Linked DNA regions of Gossypium hirsutum: region 2 is linked to region 1. Evidence: chromatin contacts called from public Hi-C data. All regions are on one chromosome and are shown on one strand. The core of a region is the stretch at or near the end of the contact, and the rest is flanking DNA. Distances in the headings are between cores, read along the strand shown. Region 1 has its middle 23 kb from the start of LOC107888111. Region 2 holds the start of LOC107886704 (glycerophosphodiester phosphodiesterase GDPD1, chloroplastic).

Evidence for each region. Hi-C and Micro-C count contacts between places; a contact is called where the count stands out from the background.
Region 2: a contact with region 1 is called in a Hi-C map of fibers, with 2.1 times the contacts expected there. The contact joins the promoter of LOC107886704 here to the enhancer-like site in region 1. A contact is called at or near these places in 7 of 34 Hi-C or Micro-C datasets (callus, fibers, leaf and 1 more).

The regions. Positions count from the first base shown.
Region 1 is chrA03:103,835,799-103,841,567 of Gossypium_hirsutum_v2.1, forward strand. It overlaps the pseudogene LOC107887735. Among protein-coding and RNA genes, the nearest start is that of LOC107888111, 23 kb to the left of the region's middle. Within about 2 kb of position 4,098, at least 1 of the 9 cell types and tissues checked has an H3K27ac peak or open chromatin away from gene starts, as enhancers often do. A contact at or near this core is called in fibers, where this site is marked.
Region 2 is chrA03:104,078,654-104,084,536 of Gossypium_hirsutum_v2.1, forward strand. It overlaps LOC107886704 (glycerophosphodiester phosphodiesterase GDPD1, chloroplastic), which reads left to right and starts at 4,351. Exons shown (of 8, transcript XM_016810754.2): 1 at 4,351-4,619; 2 at 4,707-4,891; 3 at 5,552-5,611; 4 at 5,703-5,783; 5 at 5,861-5,883. The coding sequence starts at 4,517.

The sequences.
Region 1 (5,769 bases), core at 2,848-5,347:
CAATCTGTTGTTTTAAGAAGTAGTGCTGAAGCTGAATTTAGAGCACTAGCTTTGGGGATATGCGAAGGAATTTGGCTATTTAAATTACTAGAAAAACTTGGCACAAATAAGTAGGATCACTTTGAAGTTTTGTGTGACAATCAATCTGCCATTCAGATTGCCAAGAACCCAGTTTAACATGACCGAACAAAGCATGTTGAAATTGATAGGCATTTTATTGCTGATCAAGTCAACAAAAAGACAGCCACTCTTTTTTACATTCCTTCAGAAGGACAGATTGCAGACATTCTTACTAAGGCTTTGCCAAAACCTGTGTTCAATAAATTCCTATTCAAGCTGGGATTATACAATGTATATTCTCCAGCTTGAGGGGGAGTGTAGGAATATTCTGTAAATATTTTAGGAATATTTTGTAGATATTTTTTTTAAAATCCCTTATTTTAAGGGATCATATCTCCTATTTAGTATCTTTCCTAACTTAGAGTTTCCTAAAGTAGTGTTATAGGTTGTATATAAAAACTCTGATTTATGTTCTATTTAGTATCAAATACTCTGATTTCTACAAAAACCTTGTTCCCATACTAGCTCAATAATAAGTTGGTACAATTGAGACTTAGAACATTTATGACCAAGTGAATACTTCAAGCCACACCAAAAACAAAGGCCATTCTTCCTTCTGTCCTCCAACTCCACTTGTGACAAGGACTTAGATGGAATTCTTTGTTCTGAACTACTATTCACTGACCCCATGCTGGAATAACGTTCCCCGTTCCTTGCTGCCCTCTCGAAATGAGGAAAAGAGGTCGCGACGAACTACTTGCACTACCAACAGTGAACCCCTTCTTTATTGGTCCCAGTACAACATTTTCAACTTGCCGAGCTAAATTATAAACTTCGACCAGCGTTTGTGGCTTAAAGAAGATATTGCCCTATTTCAGTCTTCAAGTTGCTGATAAATATGCTTAAAGCATATTGTTTAGGTAAGTTCAACTGATTTAACAAACTCAAAAATCCATCATGGAACTGGTCAACAGATCCATGTTGTTTAAGTGTTACCAGTTCGGTCATGGGATCAAGGAAGGGATCAGTTCCAAAACGTTCCCTAATTCCTCTAGCATACATCTCCCACGTTAACAGATGCAACCCTCTATGTCTATGCACAAAGAAATGATGCCAGTCTAACGTCTTTCCTTCCAAATGCAACATGACTACTCTAAGGGATTTGTTATGGAATGTTTTTCTTATTTTCGTTATTTCTGTTAATTCTCTTGTGTTGTACGCTGCGTTTTATCTCGTTTCTGTTCTAGTGATACGGTGCGTTTTTACTATTAGTTAAACGATGTGTTTTAGTCTATTGTACTTAGTGTGGGTTGTTATTTGAATTCCTTATATACTCGACAGACGGAACAAAAACGGTTATGAAAAGTTTAACACAAAATTCCAGTATTCTCTCTTATTTTTTTCTCTCTTTTCTTTCGATCTCTTCTTTCTTTTTCTATAAATTTTCTGTTCAAATTCTTTCTGTGACAAAGGTATCAGAGCTCTGTCGATTCTCATGGCTGTGGAGGGAGTGACTACAAGAATGCAAGAGTTTGGCATGATGCAAGGAGAACTTACTCAGTTGCAGGTTGAGTTTTCTCAGCTGGATGCACGGATTGATGCGCGTTTGAAGGATTTTCAAGAAGGAATTAAGTCGGAGGTGCGTTCGGAGGTAAGATCTGAACTTCATTCTTTATTTGAACAGTACTTTGGACAAAATCCTTCTGCTACGGTTATTGGTATAATGACTGGTACCTTTCTACGCAGGCGGGGTAAAGTTGTGGTAGGCAATGATTCCCAGCTTCAAAGACACATTTTTGGACTTTTTCACGATAGTGCTTTGGGGGGTCATTCTGGTGTCCATGCTACCCATCACCAGATTTTGGCCTTGCTTTACTGGAAGGGTCTTTTTAAATATGTTAAGTAGTGGGTTCGTGAATGTGTTGTCTGTCAACGCTGCAAAGCTGACAATTCTGCTTATCCTGGGCTTTTGCAACCGTTGCCTATACCGGATCGTGCTTGATCGGTCATTAGTATGGATTTCATTGAAGGTCTGCCATTATCCCAAGGACATTCTGCCATTTTTGTGGTGATTGACCGTTTGACCAAGTATGGTCATTTCGTTACCTTGGTTCACCTTGTCACTGCTTTCACTGTGGCTCAAGTATATCTTCATCATATTTACAAGTTGCATGGCATATCTGAGTCGATTGTATTTGATCGCGATCGAATTTTCTTGAGTAACTTTTGGCAGGAATTATTTCGACGTTTGGGGGCCAAATTAAAGCTGTCTACTACCTACCACCCTCAAATTTATGGCCAGATAGAAATTCTCAACAAATGTTTAGAGAGTTATTTGAGGTGTATGACTGGGGAAAAACCTCTTTCTTAGGCGTCTTGGCTACCTTTGGCGGAGTGGTGGTACAATACCTCCTATTATTCAGCCATTCAAACAACTCCCTACGCGGCTCTCTATGGACAAGACCCACCTATTCACTTGCCTTACTTGCCTGGAGCTTCTTCAGTGGCTACTGTTGATCGTACATTGCAACACCGGGAGGCTATGCGCCAAGTTTTAAAGTTTCATCTTACTAGAGCTCAGGACCGAATGAAACAAATGGCAAACAAGCATCGTTCGGAGCGGGAATTCCAGGTGGGCGACTTGGTGTATTTGAAGTTCCAACCATATCGCCAACATTCTCTGCGCAAATTCAAGAACCAGAAGTTGTCACCTCGGTATTTTAAACCTTTTCCTGTGGAAGCTCGTGTTGGACAGGTCTCCTACAAACTGTCATTACCGCCTAATGCTCGTATCCACTCTACGTTTCATGTCTCTCAGTTAAAGAAGCATATTGGTTCAGCAGTGAGTGCTTCTACCTTGCCACCTATGGGGTCTGATGGTGCTCTTCTCAAGACTCCAATTTGAATACTGGATAGACGAATGGTTAAACAGGGGAACCATGCTGCTGTGAAGGTTTTCGTTGAATGGGCGCACACCTTCCCTGAGGATTCCATTTGGGAAAGTCTACAGGCTTTTCAGAGTCGTTTTCCTGCATTTGATCCTTGAGGACAAAGATCCTTTTCAGGAAGGGAGTATTTGTTATGGAATGGTTTTCTTATTTTCGTTATTTCTGTTAATTATCTTGTGTTGTACGCTGCGTTTTATCTCACTTCTGTTCTAGTATACGGTGCGTTTTTGCTATTAGTTAAACGATGTGTTTTAGTCTATTGTAATGTTAGTGTGGGTTGTTATTTGAATTCCTTATATACTCGACAGAAGGAACAAAAACGGTTATGAAAAGTTTTAACACAATTCCAGTATTCTCTCTTGTTTCTTTTCTCTTTTCTCTCAATCTCTTATTTCTTCTATAAATTTTCTGTTCAAATTCTTTCCGTGTCTGTACCTGTTTGCTTTACATAGTTTTCTTCATTTTAGCTTTCAAACCCACATCTGCATACTTTAAAATGCCTGTTGTGAGTTAATAACTATTGTCGCAGATAAGCGGTTTGAAGAAATACAGAAGCACGAGATAAGATTACCCCAAGAGAAGCCTTCTTAACGTGTTTCTTTGGCATAGGAAATCCCAGTGGCTGTAGCTTGTGAGTAAGTGGGAGAGGAAGAGGCCTCTTTCTACCTACTTTTCCAATTTTTTGTAACAATGCAACCCTTAGCTGAAAAAGCTCTTCTTGCAATTGAAAAGGGAGAATTTTCCATTATTCCTGAAAGATTTGAGAAGGTATGATGGAAAGCATAACTCTTCATATGGACTCTAACTTTACTCACCTTATCATTTTCCCTTAACTCATGCTGTTCTACCTTATCTACGTTTCCTAATTAAAGTACCTGCATTTTATGCTCATGTGAACATGTTTAAGCGAACACAAATTAAAGGACCTTCTAAGCATAAGGAAAATTTTGGAAAACATGCATGTTTCCAGGTAGGACACAATCATGTCCGATGATGGTACCATTTTAGTCATTTTCTAGTCTCCATCTAGCTAAATCTTCCTCCCTGTTGAGAGAATGGCCACATTTTGTCATTCTTCATAGTTCAACACCTCTCAACACATGTTACTGTCATCTGGGACCTTTCTAACCTTTCTTCCTATTTAATCGATATTTTACTTTAAGTTTACTTCTGCTGGCTAGTTTCTGCCTTTGCTCACTTCTGTTTATTTTAATTACAGATTTATAATCATTAGCGGACAAATATCAAGGATTGGTGCATAAGCAGACAGCTGTGGTGGGGCATCGCATACCTGTTTGGTACATTGTTGGAAAAGACTGTGAGGAGGCATACTTGTTTGGTACATTGTTGGTAAAGGCTGTGAAGAGGCATACCTGTTTGGTACATTGTTGGAAAAGACTGTAAAGAGGAATACATAGTTGCTAAGAGTGCTGAGGAAGCTCTTATGAAGGCTCGTGATAAATATGGAAAGTTATTTTTTACCTAGAGTTTCTCCGTCTTTTTTGGTACATAATTAGCTTTCTTCTCTAACTGATTGGATGGGATGATATTATATTACAAGCTAGAGTTCACAACCAGTCTTTGTCAATTCTATTTTTACTGTCCCTTTGATTTTATTTTCTTATTATGTTGTGTTTATGTTAAGGGATTGTTGTAGGCCAATTTTGGGCCCGTTTACACTTTAGGCCCAACATACATCAAACCCATTTACAGCAAACCCAATACCAATTAGCCCAAGTAACCCATTTTAACCCAAGCCTAATCCCTAAATTTAACCCAAACTAAATTGAACCCAATCTACCCAAACCCAAAACAATTCAGACCCAAATCCCTTAGCCCAATAGTATAGCTCGAATTAGAAAACAAAAAAAAGGAAAACCTAACCCTAGCCTCAACTTTCGACGCCACTTGCTTCTGACACCGACTAACTACCCACTGACCGCCTGCACCATCGGTCACCTCTACCGCCCGTGTTAGCACCCACTCGCCTGCAAAGATCAAAAGAGAGGGGACAGTTAATGATAAAAAATAATGTACATGGCTATAAAAGCCAAATTGAAAATCAGTGTAAAGGGGGGGCATTTTTCTTAAATACAAACACGAAATATTCGAAACAGAAATTCAAACATAAAAAACATAGAGATCTCATACAAAAGAATCAAATCGGAGCACTAAAAGAGGTGACTTTATCATTTATTTTCTCATTTTCAATTTTTTTTATTTTTTTCTTTTTTCTTCCAAATCTGTTATACATATATAATAAATAAAAAGGAAAATAAAAAATAAAAGAAAAAAATTACCTTTTCCGGCCATCGTGCACGGTGGCTGGCGGCGATGGCCGACGACGGTCCGGCTATAGTCCGCCGATCGGACGGTGACTGGCCTTGTGGCCGGAAATCTCCCTCAGCTTCCTCTCTCCCTTTTATTTTTCTTCACTTTGGCTGCAAATGATTTTTTTGAAAAAAATTGGCCTTTTATAGCCTCCCAAAACGACGTCGTTTTGTCCTAGATCGGGTCGACTAGACCCTACCCACTCAGGATCCGCGTGTTTTTGCTCTTAGGGTTTTATTGCGCGCGCGGTCCTTTTGCATTTTCATACTTTTACAATCAAGTACTTTTTCGTTTTTTAATTTGGCCCTAAAGTATATATCGCTTTGCGATTTAGTCCCTCTTGCTGTGTTGTGATTTGAGGGGAGGAATAATTGCTTTTTTAGTCCTCCCTTGTTTTGCGCACATCCAAATCAATCCTGTTTTCCTTTAT
Region 2 (5,883 bases), core at 3,101-5,600, 240 kb after region 1:
AACTAAATTGATTATTTTCGAATGAAAAATAATATCCAAATTTATCTAACGAATAAATATAAACTAAATTCTGTCTAAATGACGGTATAATAAAAGTGTCTTTTAAATCCAAATAAAAACCAATTTCTAATAACAACCTAAAATGGCCAATCGCTTCCACTTCTACCGATTTTCCATCGCCCACGAAGATGTGTCTTTCACCATCACTTGGCTTTAGATAACTCAGGCAACTTTGCATAGGAACACTTATGTGAGTAGTAGCACCAAAATCTATCCACCAAGTGTTTCTAGGTACTGAAGCTAAATTAATCTCAGAACAGACCAAATTAAGAATTATATCTTTCTTTGCACGCCAAGCATGATATTTGGTACAATCTTTTTTCACGTGTCCAGACTTGATACAAAAGAAACAACTCTCTGTAGCTTGCTGTTGTTTCTTTTGAGCTGGACCCTTAGCAACTTCATTCTGATATTTTCTTTTCTTGTCCTTATCTTTAGGGGCATTGGCTGAATAAGCACTTTCAGACTTATCACACCTCAACTTTTCTTCCTCTTGCACACAATGAGAAATGAGCTCATTTAGAGTCTATTTCTCCTTTTGACAGTTATAACTAATTTTTAATTGATTAAACTTGGCAAGAAGCAATACCAAAACCATAAGAACAAGCAATTCCTCAGAGAGCTCGATCTTAATTGCCTTAAGTCTTAAAGTAATATGGAACATCTCCATAATGTACTCCCTTACGTTTCCTTGACCCTTATACTTCATAGACATAAAAGAAGTCAAAAGTGATGTCATCTCAACTTTATCATTTTTAGCAAAACATTTCTCAATTTCATAAAGGAAACTCTTGGCTTTAGTGATCTATTTAGATTCTATGCCCCTAAAGGCTTCTAGAATGTTCTATTTCATTATCATTAGACTCATGCGATTTTAACGATCCCACCTGGCAAAATCCCTCTTAACATCAGGGGTGTTTACCGCAGTAAAATGTGTAGGTTGTTCTTCCCTTAGTGCAAGGTCTATATCCATATAGCCAAGCATTATAAGTAAGAATCTTTTCCATTCCTTAAAATTAGTCCTATTAAGCATGGGTATAGAATTTATATTAGCAGATACTGTGGCAACAGAATATGAACTAGCTGAATATAGAAAAATAAAAACAAGCTTAAATCAATATTCATAAGTAAACAATAAATTCAAGATAGTGGCTAATCTCATCTCAAGATACCAAATACAATATTAATATCAAGTCTTTGGACAGTAATATTAACAGTAAGCAATACTTTTGTTGTAGCAATCAAATATTGACAATAAATTATGTCAAACAATTAATTAATCTTTAGACTAACTTATTGCTCACATAAAATACCTTATAATTGTCACACATTTATCACTATAGATGTCATTTGAAGTTCTGTCAAATATTAACTTACCTTTGAGTCAATTAATAAATGCATGAATCACAAAAACATATAATCATCTCGATAGTTTAAATAAACTAATCTACACGAAAGAGGTTACTTTGGCGGCATTTTATTTTAACTAATATATTTAAAATATTATACATCATTAATTAAAAACCAAAATCCGAATTTATTTGTTTCAAAATATTTATCTTAATCTTATCTTTCAATCAAATGAAAAGATAATTGCGTGTGTATATATATGTATATATTTATTTATATACTTTTCCAAAACAATATGCATATATTATATATATAACCGAAACATGTATATGAACTAATCATGCATTTCATACATTGAATCAATCATAACGTGCATATATTATAAATATATAAACGAAACATATATATCAATCAATTTCTATACTGTGAATTTTTTTAACATTAAATTAAATGGCTTATATGGAAAAATAATAATAATAATAATTACATATGCGCAAACATGAACTGAAATTGAAACAAAACATGCAAATAGAAAATAAATAAATAAACAAACCATCTTTATTTATTAATTGATAAACTAAAAGCATATTTCAAACCCTAATAATTGAATTCATCAATTAAAAAAATCCAAATTAAAGATTAAAATCAAAACCCTAAAATTTCATAAATCATTCAAAAAAGAAAGAATATTAATTAATTCCCAATGATTCAATACGACGAGACTTTAATACCACTTGTTAGAATCATAAATTAATATATGATATAAAACTTAAGAAATCATAAAGCAAAATCTGTCATATCAAATCATCAAGAATAATACAAGTATAAAACTAGATGCAGAAGCGTATCTGAATTCATGGATCCCTTGAAATCTACAAATCTTGAGGATTTGATTTTCTAAATTAGCACACAAGAAATTTAGATAATATTTGATATCTCTTTCCTTCCTAATAATGGGATATTAAAAAAATATATATTGTATGTAATTTGGGGACCATAACCCTAATATTTATAACTTTGACATATTAGCCCTAATTCCTAATTAACACATCATTAATTAGAATTTGATTAGAACTTAATTACTATAGTATCTACACATATTTAACTCATACTTTATTTAATAATTAAAGCTCAATAAAACTTTAACCAAATTAGATCACTCTTAATTTAGGCTAATAGATAGTAAATAATAACATGTAATTATCTTTATTATATATGTGATGTCCATATTTTTCAACAATTTTTGCCATGAACTTAGATTAATGATATTTGCTCAATTTTGATGCAGGTATATTTTTAGCTTCAGTTCAAGTATTAAAATAAATTTTAAAAAGATACAAGTATCAAAGTAGACCTAATTATTAAGTTTATACGTCAAAAATCCTAATCAAAATAATATATAATTATTACATATTACCATACAAAACATAAGACTGTTTACTGTAAGAAAAAATATATATCATATTAAATATTAGAATGGTGTAAATTTTTATATATTCTTTTTCACGTACGTTTTCAATCCCCTTTAGTTCTTTTTAAATTTTCTTTACATATTACTCCTTATGATTTAGATCATTCCCTTAAATTCTGGTTCATCAATACCACATAATATGATATTCTGTGTTTTAGAATTTTCAGTAGCAATCTTCTCTTCTTCACTAGTCCATGTAGCTTCAGACTTTTATATTTTAACTCCCTCGACATTTGTAGTTGGTGTCTTCAAATTTGTCATGATAGAACATTATGTTTTCTCATCTATAAACTTGATGAAAACTCTCATCCTGACTTTTCAATAGGCATAGTTGAATCTATTCAATTTTGTGAGTGAAAATCAAGTGGGATCAAATTTACTATGTCAAATGTCTTAACTCTATTACCAAATTGAAAGAAAAAAAAACAATTAATCTTTGTGAGCAGATACAGGAATAACTATTAAACAAGTTGCAACTTAACCAAGTGATTGTGGAAGACCAACAAACAAACACTGGAAATTAATTACAAAGTTGATCTTATGTCATTTTAGCCTTCCTCCTTTTTATTGGTCATTGGAGACTGTTCACTTGAACTATAGCATCCTAGCATTACCGATGTACTAGAGAAACTGCTGGTCGATGAACTTAATCTAGGGCAAGACTTTAGTTTGGATACTTATGTCTAGTCAAGAATCTGATGAACATGCGTTGTTTGCTTTGGGTTTTCTTGAGATTGTTTTTGTTTGTTTTCAGTGTTGTTTTCGTAGTCATGTTCTTCACTAATTGGTTTGGAGCCACAGCATAAAACATTTGCCAGCCCTGTATCCATACAAAAAAAGAATCACAATTCTAGCTAGTTTAATCTATTTACGTATGAGCAGATTTGAAAATTTCTGGAAGGTTAATGAAATTCAGGAAGGTACTTTTCATGGACGAAAATTCTGAACCAAAATAATAGATTATTAAAATATTTATTTATGTATTGTATAGATTGTCCTTCCAATTCCACAGCCTTCTACAATTTTCTTCTTCTTTCCTGGTAAAAAAAAATGAGATCCCCGCAAAGCCCACACGTAATATATTTAACTATACAATAATTAATTAATATAATTTACTCATCATTAATATAATTAATATAGTTATATATAAAATGCTCTCATAATTTCAATGTTGTAAGCTAACAATAATACGATTTTTCTTTTATTATGATAAAATTAATTATCAATATAGTCACTTAATAAAGGAATAATTTCTTTATCTATTAATTTTTTTTACTATGTTTATCAACAAGTGAAACTATAATAAGTAATATAACTAACGGATAACCAAAAATAGAAGAAAAGAAAAAAATGGTAAAAATGTAAACGACCGTGATTTTCTCCTGTCCTCTACCTACGGAATATTCCATCTTAAGTTTCAAGTGTGCTCCCTCTAAAATAAATCTATAAAATAAATGGCCAAATATTCCAAAGAGATGAAAAATGTTTCTGGAGTCGGTTTAAATTCTCCACTTCCCATCTTTGTTTTTCATGTGATCTTGTTAAACAGTTCCTATGCCTGTTTCCACCGTCACCTGACCCCTTTCTTAAATTCAATGAATCTTAGCCAATTCATTAGAAAAGAATAGACAAGATATGGCCATGGCTCTCAAAGCGGTTCATGTTTGTGATGTGCCTAATCTTGATCAAGTCCCTGAGAATGCTGCATTAGCACTCTGCTCAACTCGTTTCCGAGCAGGTAAAGTTGTTGAATTTTCAATCTCCACCCTACCTTTCTTTTCTTTTTAGCTTAAAAGATCTTGTTTTAATGGGGGTATATGAATAGGTGTTAATGATGATAAAATATGCGAATGCAACATTCCCAAGTTTCTAGTAGTGGGTCACAGAGGGAACGGAATGAACATGTTGCAATCGCCTGATCCCAGAATGAAATCCATCAAAGAGAATTCTATTCTTTCTTTCAATGAGGCGGCTAAGTTTCCTATCGATTTCATTGAATTTGACGTTCAGGTGAGCCTACCATCTCTCTCCTCCCTTTCACCAAACATAGCGTATCCCGGTATAAAACCGGCGGCATGCCCCGCAATTAAACTAACTTCCACGTTTCTCTCAAATCCGCCGATGGTTTTTGAGAGAGAGAGAGCAAACATTTGTCTTTCAGTATTATTTGCCCTTTCTTAGAACTTCCTTTTCTTCCTTTTCCCTTTTTTTTTTAATTGTTGTTATTATTATTATCTACCCTACCAAACTAAGAAAAAAAGCGGTGAGGTTCTGTCTCTATTCGCCGCGAAATTGATAACTAGTTTTAATGGGGACTCGTAATGTCGATCTGGATGAGGTTGTTGTCTCATGCCCGGTAGGTCGTCAGGTGGCCCGGCCAACCCCACAATGAAAGAGATCCCACTTGCAACCCTGTTTAGCTGGTCTAAACCTTAATCTTTGATGTCTAATTCATTTTTTGTTTCATTCAGCATTCATTGTCGATTTAGTTATGAATCTGCTTTTTGTTGGGGCACTGATTGGTTTACCATTGTTTTCTTTGAATTGCCTTCTTTGGTGGTGTTTTTCTTTTTCTTTTTTTTTTTCTCTTTAAAAAAAAACTACATGGATGAACAAAGAACCTTTAGACGGATCTTGTAAACAAATACCAAAAAAACCTATTTGTTGTAGGTGACGAAAGATGACTACCCTGTCATTTACCATGACAACTTCATCCTCCATGAAGAAAAGGTTAGCTATTTTCACCTTTCCTCTCATAGTTTTGCATGATTCATACCCTATAATTGGTTAAGTTGCTAAATATTTTGGGTGTCAATTCCAGGGTGCCATTGTTGAGAACAGAGTTACAGAACTTGCTTTGGCTGAATTTCTTTCCTATGGACCTCAGAAACACCCTGGAAGTGTAATAATCTTTGACCTTTCTCTTTTGATCGACCATGTTCTTTTTTTGGTCTTTTGATTGACTAGTTTGCAATTCAGGAGGGAAAACCGCTTTACAGGAA